Regions from separate parts of the Mus musculus genome. Here region 2 is linked to region 1. Evidence: chromatin contacts called from public HiChIP or PLAC-seq data. All regions are on one chromosome and are shown on one strand. The core of a region is the stretch at or near the end of the contact, and the rest is flanking DNA. Distances in the headings are between cores, read along the strand shown. Region 1 holds the start of Tmem41b (transmembrane protein 41B). Region 2 overlaps Zfp143 (zinc finger protein 143).

The links. HiChIP or PLAC-seq counts read pairs in DNA pulled down with a chosen protein or histone mark.
Region 2: a contact with region 1 is called in an H3K27ac HiChIP or PLAC-seq map of extraembryonic endoderm stem cells. The contact joins the enhancer-like site here to the promoter of Tmem41b in region 1. A contact is called at or near these places in 2 of 39 promoter capture datasets (erythroid cells and neural stem cells), 3 of 15 datasets of contacts at CTCF or cohesin (CD8 T cells, the G1E-ER4 cell line and pro-B cells), 38 of 484 Hi-C or Micro-C datasets (3T3-L1-derived adipocytes, the Ba/F3 cell line, the C10 cell line and 24 more), 13 of 115 datasets of contacts at active chromatin or transcription factors (the 230-238 cell line, the HPC-7 cell line, the SCID.adh cell line and 7 more) and 4 of 9 other capture datasets (adipose tissue, embryonic stem cells, liver and 1 more).

The regions. Positions count from the first base shown.
Region 1 is chr7:109,984,408-109,989,041 of GRCm38.p6, reverse strand. It overlaps Tmem41b (transmembrane protein 41B), which reads left to right and starts at 2,812. Exons shown (of 7, transcript NM_153525.5): 1 at 2,812-3,080. The coding sequence starts at 2,960.
Region 2 is chr7:110,085,328-110,089,961 of GRCm38.p6, reverse strand. Zfp143 (zinc finger protein 143) reads right to left here. Exons shown (of 16, transcript NM_001374618.1): 12 at 3,622-3,849; 13 at 1,086-1,234. Among named protein-coding and RNA genes, the nearest start is that of Zfp143, 26 kb to the right of the region's middle. Within about 2 kb of position 1,816, at least 49 of the 459 cell types and tissues checked have an H3K27ac peak or open chromatin away from gene starts, as enhancers often do. A contact at or near this core is called in bone marrow-derived macrophages, extraembryonic ectoderm, extraembryonic endoderm stem cells and 3 more, where this site is marked.

The DNA.
Region 1 (4,634 bases), core at 1,563-4,062:
TCTATATTATGTTTATTCGTGAGTGCCTAAATGTGTGTGCCCCACCTGTGCTGAGGTTAAGAAGGAGGCCATAAGAAGGTGTCTGGTCTCCTGGAGTTGGAGTTACAGGCAGTTGTGCACTTCCTGTTGTGGGTGGTGGGAATGAAACCCAGATTCTCTGGAAATGCTCTTAACCACCAAGCCAACACTCTAGACCCTGGCTTTGTTTGCATTGTTTCTTTGGTTTTTTGTTTTTGAAACAGAATTTCGCTATGCAGTATTGGCTGTTCTAGAACTTGCACGTGAACCAGGTTAGGCTAAACTCAGAGTTCCTCTGTCTCTTGAGTGCTAAGATCTTAATACTTCGGAACATGTGTATCTGCTGACCTTCTAAGCCACACTCTTTCTATTAAACCATAGTTGAGACTAATGAGCAGCCCCAGAAGCTTGACAGAAACAGAGTTTGTTTCCTGCCAAACGCACCAGATAGAGATCCTACATGCTCCAGGTGTGTGGCAATACTTTCAGTATGTACACAAAACCCTAAACCACCCTTGTGAGATGCTGTTCCATCTCCAACAGCAAATGCTGCAGTGTGAAGCTGACAAGAGGATCACAGACTCAAAGGTGAGGCTGGTTATAGCTCTGTAAAGGATGGTGATAGGCATACCCCTGTGTCTCATCATTTGTCCAGTGAAATGGCTGGCTAGCTAGCTAGGAACACTTAACAATGATGTAGATATTCAACATGGAAAAGGATTAGAAACATGGTTGACCATACTAATGCTTTAAAATGACTTATCAGTTTACCCTGTGACTAGAATAAATTCTTATTCCCTTGAGGGGTGAGAGTTGCTTTGTGTTGACAAACTACTATACTAACATTATTTGATATCACATCACACATATGCTCATTTTTTTCTAATCTTTTCTAATCTTCTCTGTATCATTCCAATTTTAGTATATGTGCTGCTAAAGCGAGCACATATGTTCACTTTTTATGTTTTATTTTTTTTAAAGATTTATTTATGAGTACACTGTAGTTGTGTTGAGACACACCGGAAGAGGGCATCAGATCTCATTTGTAAGCCACAATGTGGTTGCTGGGAATTGAACTCAGGACCTCTGGAAAAGCAGTCAGAGCTCTTAACCACTGAGCCATTTCTCCAGTCCCAGGTGTTCACTTTTTTTTTTTTTTTTTTTGGTTTTTCGAGACAGGGTTTCTCTACAGCCCTGGCTGTCCTAGAACTCACTCTGTAGACCAGGCTGGCCTCAAACTCAGAATTTCACCTGCCTCTGCCTAGCAAGTGCTGGGATTAAAGGTATGCACCACCATGCCCGGTCACGTATTCACTTTTTATAAAATGATTTTTTGTTTCTTTTTAATTTTAATTTTATTAACACTACACTTACTGCTGCGTGCTTGAATGTTATGTTGAAATCAGAGGACGCCAGGCTATGGTGGCGTACGCCTTTAATCCCAGAATTTGTGAGCCAGAGGCAGGGGAATTTCTGAGTTCAAGGTCAGCCTGACAGCCTGGTCTACAGAGCGAGTTGCAGGACAGCCAGGGCTACACAGAGAAACCCTGTCTCAAACCGCCCCCCCCCCCAAAAAAAAGTAATCAGAGGACAACTTCCAAGAGTTAGTTCTCACCTACTGCTATTAGGTCTCAGAGACCGAAATAAGCCTGTCAAGTTTAAGAGACAAATACTTCTACGCACTGAGCTGCCAATTCTCTAGATATCAGATTATTTCTTCTAAGTGTAATTACTGCTTAAGAACAATCCAATTCCCCACTCCCCCTTTTTGTCCAAATTTTAAAATACACTGCTAAGTTACTTTCACGAAGAAATTCCCCACTATTACCTTCGATACCTGCTTTTAAAAAAGATAACGAAAAAAATGTCAATTGGATAGGGGCATCGCTCAGCAACAGAATGGTGTGGTTTGTATGCCCAAGGTCTAAGATTATATCGACAGCAAGAACAAAACAAAACAGGGCTGGAGAGATGGCTCAGTGGTTAAGAGCACCGACTGCCCTTCCGAAGTCTTGAATTCAAATCCCAGCAACCACATGGTGGCTCACAAACATCCGTAATGAGATCTGATGCCCTCTTCTGGTCTGTCTGAAGACAGCTACAGTGTACTTAGATATAATAATAAATAAATCTTAAAAAAAAAAAAGAACAAGACAAAGCAAAATCCTAAAGAAGAGGTGACTCTAATATACTTACCAGTGAGAAGCTGGATATGAGGGGCAGAAGGAGAAAAACTGTCAAGAAGCTATGCCTTGGCTCAGGAAACGCCAAAATATAGCGAGTAAGGGTGAATTTACTTTGGACAGGTGAGTGAAAAACCTTGGACTCTAAACTAATTTCTGTCACTCTGTGATCTTCTTTGTTTCTAGGTCTCAATTTTGTGAGATTCAGGTACGTTTGTCTCATGTTTTAAATTTTACACGATTTTAAGAACAGGCTTCCAGCTTCCACAGCGCTTGTAACCCATTTGCTGCGGAACGAATGGAATCTCCAACACCAACTAGTCGCGCGCAGACACTTCCGGTTGGCGGAACAAAGAGTCTGAAGTACTCGAGCCTCACTTCCGTGTGACGAAAGCTACGCGGAGAAGTCGGACCTTAGGCCGCAGACCCATGACTTGCCAATGCGATATTGCTCATGCGCCCTACACCAGCGAGGTGGGCGGGGCCCCGGAGGGGGCGGGGTCGGCCCTGACTTGTCTCGCGGTTACTGGGCGTGCGGGAGCGCGCGAGGTTCGTGGGCGGTTCTGGGCGGGCCCTCACCTGATATCTCTGGAAGGCTCCGCCGAGTGTCAAGTTTTCGAGGTCGTCTCAGGTGAGGTGGTCGTGCCGGAAGTAGTTGTGCCTCGCGCCTGGGTGTTGAAAGAAAGCTGCGGGAGGAGCTTTAGTCATTCAAGGGGGCGCGGCACCAGTAGGAGCTCTTCGCGGCCCCCGCAGCAGCCATGGCGAAAGGCAGAGTGGCTGATCGATCGCCCACCGAAATGTTGCACTCGACCCCAGCCGGGGACCGGGCAGTGAGGACCCAGGGTTCCGCCGCGCCTGGCAGCAAAGATCATCTGAACGGTGAGTGGACCTGCGGGACGGGGCTGAGGCTGCCCTAAAGATTAGGACCCCGTGGTGCAGGTCGCAGGGAAAGAGGGACCTTTCAGCACCGAAGCATCTCAGCAAGAGAGTCCTGTACTTGGCGGGGAACCCAGCATGACAGAGGGCTAGACTCCTCCTAGTTAGTTTTTTCTCAATAGACTTTAGTCAAAGGAAGCGGTGACCCCGACTTGTGACACCAAATAGACCGGTTCGTTATCCAGGCCACCCAGACAGGTATTTGAGAGACTTGAGCTTTCGTTGTATTGTTTTACAGATGAACATACTGAGGACTATGCAGCTCCATGACTTGTGTAGAGTCACAGAGCCACACTAAGGTTGTGATTAAGAGCAAAGACTTGCCCTTCCAGGTGCCACTTGAAAGTGTCAGATTCTAGCCGGTGGTAGTTGTAGTTGCGCGTCCTTTTAATCCAGTTCTCCGGAGACAGACAAGTTCCAGGTTACACAGAGAAAACCCTGCCTCGAAAAAAACACAACATTTTCAGCTCTTGTGTTTCCATTTAACCTGGTTTGTAACTTAAAAAAAAAAAATTGTTTGATTTGTTTTCAAGCTAAGTAGCCCTGGTTGTATTGGAGGACCTTGCTCTGTAGATTAGACTGGCCTCTAAGGCAAAGAATGGCTTCCTTCAGCCTCCCAAGTACTTGGATCCAAGGCGTGCAGGCGTACACTACCGCCTTGTTTTTTTTTTTGTTTTTTTTGTTTTTTTTTTTTTTGGTCTTTCAAGACAGGGTTTCTCTGTATAGCCCTGGCTGTCCTGGAACTCACTCTGTAGATCAGGCTGGCCTCGAACTCAGAAATCGTCTGCCTCTGCCTCTCAAGTGCTGAGATTAAAGGCGTGTGCCACCACTGCACGGCCTTCGCCTTGTACTTTTTTTTTTTTTAATTTATTTATTACATGTAAGTACACAGTAGCTGTCTTCAGACACACCAGAAGAGGGTATCAGATCACGTTACAGATGCTTGTGAACCACCATGTGGTTGCTGGGATTTGAACTCTGGACCTTTGGAAGAGCAGTCGGGTGCTCTTACCCACTGAGCCATCTCACCAGCCCCCTCCCTGCCTTCTACTTTTTAAAAGACCTTGTTTGGTTCTGTAGGTCAAGCTGATTTGGAACTCAGAGATCCACCAGCCTTAGTTTTCTCAAGTACTTGGATTAAAGGAGTAGACCACCTGCAGAGATGGATTTGTAACTTTTAAAAAGTATCTGAGCTGGGCGTGGTGGCACACACGCCTTTAATCCCAGGGGATTTCTGAGTTCGAGGCCAGCCTGGTCTACAAAGTGAGTTCCAGAACAGCCAGGGCTATACAGAGAAACCCTGTCTCAAAATAACCAAAAAAGAAAAAGTATCTGAATTTTAAAACGAGAATAGTTATTTGCTTGGTTGATGCAAGGGTGTAAACAAAACAGTTCACCTAAACATAGCTTCTGTGGAGTGGTGGCCTGCCTCTATTATTCTGGAGGCAGAGGAAGGTGGCTCTCTATTGAGTTCTAGGTCAGCCTGGTCTACAAGAG
Region 2 (4,634 bases), core at 567-3,066, 100 kb before region 1:
ATGTGACCTGTGGTCACATAGGCCCAAAACAGAGTTCTCCATGCTAACGAGGTACCTAGAGGCCTGGAGGGCTTAGCCAATAAGCTTCTCTTTCTAGACACTTCTCCCTGCAAAAGGTATTTAATCTCAGGCCCACCCTGAAAAGGAGGGTATGTTTTTTTTTTCTTTTAGATTTGTTTATTTTATTTATTAGTATACGGCAGCTGTCAGGACCTCTGGAAGAGCAGTCAGTGCTCTTAACCGCTGAGCCATCCTCTAGCCTGAGGCTATGGTTTTACGCATCCATTTCCACCATGACAACAAACTGTTCAGAACCATGGTCTCTTCTCATCAAGATCTGATGCGGGAAGGAAGCTGTGAAGAAGGCCTTCGTCTACAGAGCCACAGCCTAGTCTCCTGTAGACCTCTCTGCGCTCCCAGCCACAACTACCACCACGCCAGCCACTGCCAAGCCAAGGACTATCCCCACTCACCAACCCCATTCCTCCCCAGAGGTCCCCCACCCCCAACCAGCTCAGGCATTCCCACATCTCAGACACAGTGCATTTTCCCACCCCTGGAGAGGTGTCTCTACCTTCCCTACAAACTCTCCCATCATGGGATAAGCGAAGTGGCCATGCCCTTTGGCAGAGCCTAATAGCCCCACGTGGATGCAAATATCTTCTACTGTTATTACTTCAAATAGTTCTTCTCAGCAGACCACGGAAGATCTGTGGGAGATCTGCCACTGCTGAGAGCAGTAGTTCTCAACCTGTAGGTTTTGACCCCTTCAGGGTCAAATGACACTTTCATAGGGGTCGCCTAAGACTATTAGAAAGCACATATATTTACATTACAATTCAAAACAGTAGCAAAATTATGGTTATGAAGTAGCAACAAAAATAGCATTATGGTTGGGGCCACCAGAACATGAGGAGCTGTGTTAAAGGGTGGCAGCCTTAGGAAGGCTGAGGACTGCAGCTCTCGAGGCCTAAGTACAAACATCATGCTTCCCACTCAAGGGTCTCCTCCACAGGCACCCAGCCTGTCTTTCAATTCCTGGTGAAGAAAAGATTTCACTTCCTTGGCTGTTAGTAGATACTTACATGTTGAGTCCCATCCTGTGATATGAGTGTGACTTGTTGACTCAGCCCAGACTGGGTTACTGTGGCTACTTGTGTAGATACAATGTCCTCTCCATCTACACCTGTAACATATGTGATCTGGGACCCTTTAAGAACATCATCACCTTGACCTGTTTAAAATAAATGAATAATTTACTTGAACAACCAATCTATTTAGACAACACTAGGCCTGTCCTTCTAGCACTTGGGAAGAGGAAGCAGTTCAAGGGCTGCCTAGGTTACACAGGGAGTTCAAGGCCGATCTAGGTTGTACAAAACCTTGTCTCAAAAAAAAAAACAAACAAACAAACAAAAGAAAGCAAATAGTTTTATATTCTAAACCCTGAGAAAAGTTTCAGAACTTCTTAACAAGTCCATCTTCACATCTGCCAGGCCAGGCCAAACCAAATCACACCAAACCCAACCCAGCCCAACCCTGCCCATCAATGTCAAGTGTTCTGGTTTTGGAAGGCCTCTCCTTTACACTTAGCTGTGATGATTATGGGATGCTGTGCACATACGCACAGGGGACACAGAAGGGAAGAGCCATATACACAGACATTTGCCCTCTTGGCTCCTGAAGTCACTTAAGTCTCAGGAAGGTAATAAAAGAGTCTATAAGCATTAACCACAAAACCAGAATGGCTTGTACACAGTCTACCAACCTACTCAGTCTTTTACACACGTGACTGACAGCAATCTATTAGTACACAATGACATCATTGTGTAAAGACTACGCATGGCTATAAATGTAGTGACTATCTGGGCTGAGGTTAATCATTTCCTAAGTGACTAAACAAGAACTCCATCCAGTTCAGGTACATTTTTCTTCCACAAAAACCAGCACATGAATGACAATTTCAGCAGCAGAACTACTCGAGTGGGTGACTGGCCTCTCTCTCTCAATACTGGCTAACTCCCACGGAGCAAGGAAGAAAGGGAAACTTTACCTGTTCAAAGAAGAACTTAAGACTGTACTACTAATCTGAGAATTAGGATATGAAGGATTTCAGTGTCAGGTCTAACTATCATGTGTTCAGATGGCAGCAGTCACTGAGGTGTAATGTTCTTCCCTTTTTTCCCCCACAGTTATTTATACACCATTATTCCCAAAGATTATGTCAAAACCAGAGATTATGTCAGAGAAAGCACAGATCTGTATTTTTTGAAAAGTAATCATAGTTGGGTTTTTTGTTTGGTTTGTTTGCTTGTTTGTTTTTTTCCGGGGTTTCTCATGTGGCCCTGGCTGTCCTGGAACTCACTCTGTAGTCCAGGCTGGCCTGCTTCCGCATCCTGCATGCTAGGATAAAGGCAACACAACCACAGCCTGGCCAATCATTGCTTTTAAAATATACTGTATTATAGGCCATTTTACAGACTGAGAAAATCTCTTACAGTCTGAGATATCAACATATAAGGAGGAGAGTAAAGACATGCTGTGCAGGTCTTATAAATTACATTTGACATTATTAAAGTCTGCTTTTTTTCCCCCATGTGTAGTTGAGATGTGCATTCATGTCCATGCAGAGGCTGGGACTCCATGAGGAGTCTTCCTTGATAGCTTTCCACATCATTCATCAAGGCAGGATCTCTCAGCTGAACCCCAGAGCTCATGGATATGGCTAGCCTAGCAAGCCAGCACGCTCAGGGAGACTATGTCTGAATTCCAAGACTGGAATTACTGGTGAAATTCAACAGGCATTTGTGTGGGATCCTAACTCTGATCTTCACACTCGCTTGCACGGCACTCTAACAGTGGTGTCTTCTCCCAACCCCCAAAGCCTTTTTTTCTAATTAAAAGGATTTAGCAGTTGTTTCTTTCTTGTTGTGAATGAAAGCTTATACTCTCTACATAGGTGCAGTGGATCAGGCCTGTAAGCCCAGCATTTGAGAGGCTGTAGCAGGAAGACTACTCCAAATTCAAGGCTAGCCTGGGCTACGGAGTAAGCCTCTGCTGGAGGGTGGTGGAAGAAAGGGATGAGTTCTATATGCCTCCGGTGTGACTGCTTAGAGGCTTGTGGCTGGAGAGCAGTCTTGCACTGAATACATTTGAGCACGTGCTATTTCCCAAGTTTAATTATAAACTTAAATATTTCTGAACATTTCATTCAGGTGCTGAAAATGAGAAAAGTCTTTGCTTTCCTGGGAGGAACTGCCACACTGGCCAGGCTTTTTCCAGAGAGTCTCCAACTTGCTTTCCTCTCGTCAAGCACTGGGGGCTTTCCCATGTGCCAAACCTTCCTTTTATCTTCAAGTCCCCTTCTTCCCTTCCCTTCTCCCAGGCATTGCTTCTTTGCCTCCATCATCCCATCCACCTTTATAATCTTTCCAAGAACACAACATTTCTCCGGGAAGCCCTCTCTGCTTTCCCAGAGGATACAAGTTCTCCTTCTTCCACAATGCCGAGCACTGGTGTCTTTCTGCAGCACTTGTCATGACTATACAAATGAAACTGAAGGACTAGAGAAGACAGCATGGGTTATAAACTCACAACAGATATGATTGTTAAAGCACTCACCTGGGGGAGGCTCGAAGAAGGCTTCCTGCTCCTCCTCAATGGGCTCTGTGTCGTTGTGGGCTGTCCGTTTGTGCATGGCCAGTGTGGAAATCTGTTTGTACGTCTTCCCACAGTGGTTACAGTTGTATGGTTTAGAGTGAGTGTGAACGACATGGTGTTTATACAAACTGGAATATTCTGTAAACCGTTTGTCACACCCAGGAACTGTACAGACATATGGCTTTTCTCCTAAATGAAGAAGACATGCAAAAAGGTCAGTTTTTACATAGGTAGACAAAGTTACTCCACAGCTGAAGGGTGAGACTTTTAAAAATCAACAAGAGCACATGCTTAGCACTCATGACGCAGAACTCAATCCCTAGCAGAGGGAGTGTGTGTGCATCCTAAGATGAAAAGCACAGAAGAAAAATTCCCTATGGTTTTAACTTGGCTCAGAGGTTAAGGGTGCTTCATTTCCAGAGGACCAGAGTTCAGTTCTCAGCACCCGCGTAAGGCAGCTTCAAGCAACTGTAAGTTCATTTCCAGAAGACCAATACTGTTTTCTGGTCTACATGATTTCTACACTCCTGTCACATCCTTTCCCTCATATACATAATTAAAAAATATTATCTTTGTGAGGTATGTGGCACACGACCATAATCCCAGCACTTGGGAGACAGAGGCAGTTGGATCTCTGTGAGTTCAAGGGTAGCATAGTCCATAGAGTGTGTTCTAAGCCAGTATGGACTTCAGTGTGATTAAATACATGTGCCACCAGGCCTGAATTCATCTATTACTGAACCTGAAACTCACTGACTTGACCAGATTGGCTGACCTCCTGTCATTGCCTCCTCAAAGATAGGATAGCAGGCACATTTTGCTGTGCTCAGCTTTTTCTATGGGTGCTTGTATGCTTGTATGGCAAGTGTTTATCAAGGGAAGCAGCACTGCAGCCCATCACAGTATCTGGTATTATAGTGCTTGTATGATAAGTGTTTATCAAGTCAGGTGGCTCTGCAACCCATCACAGTAGC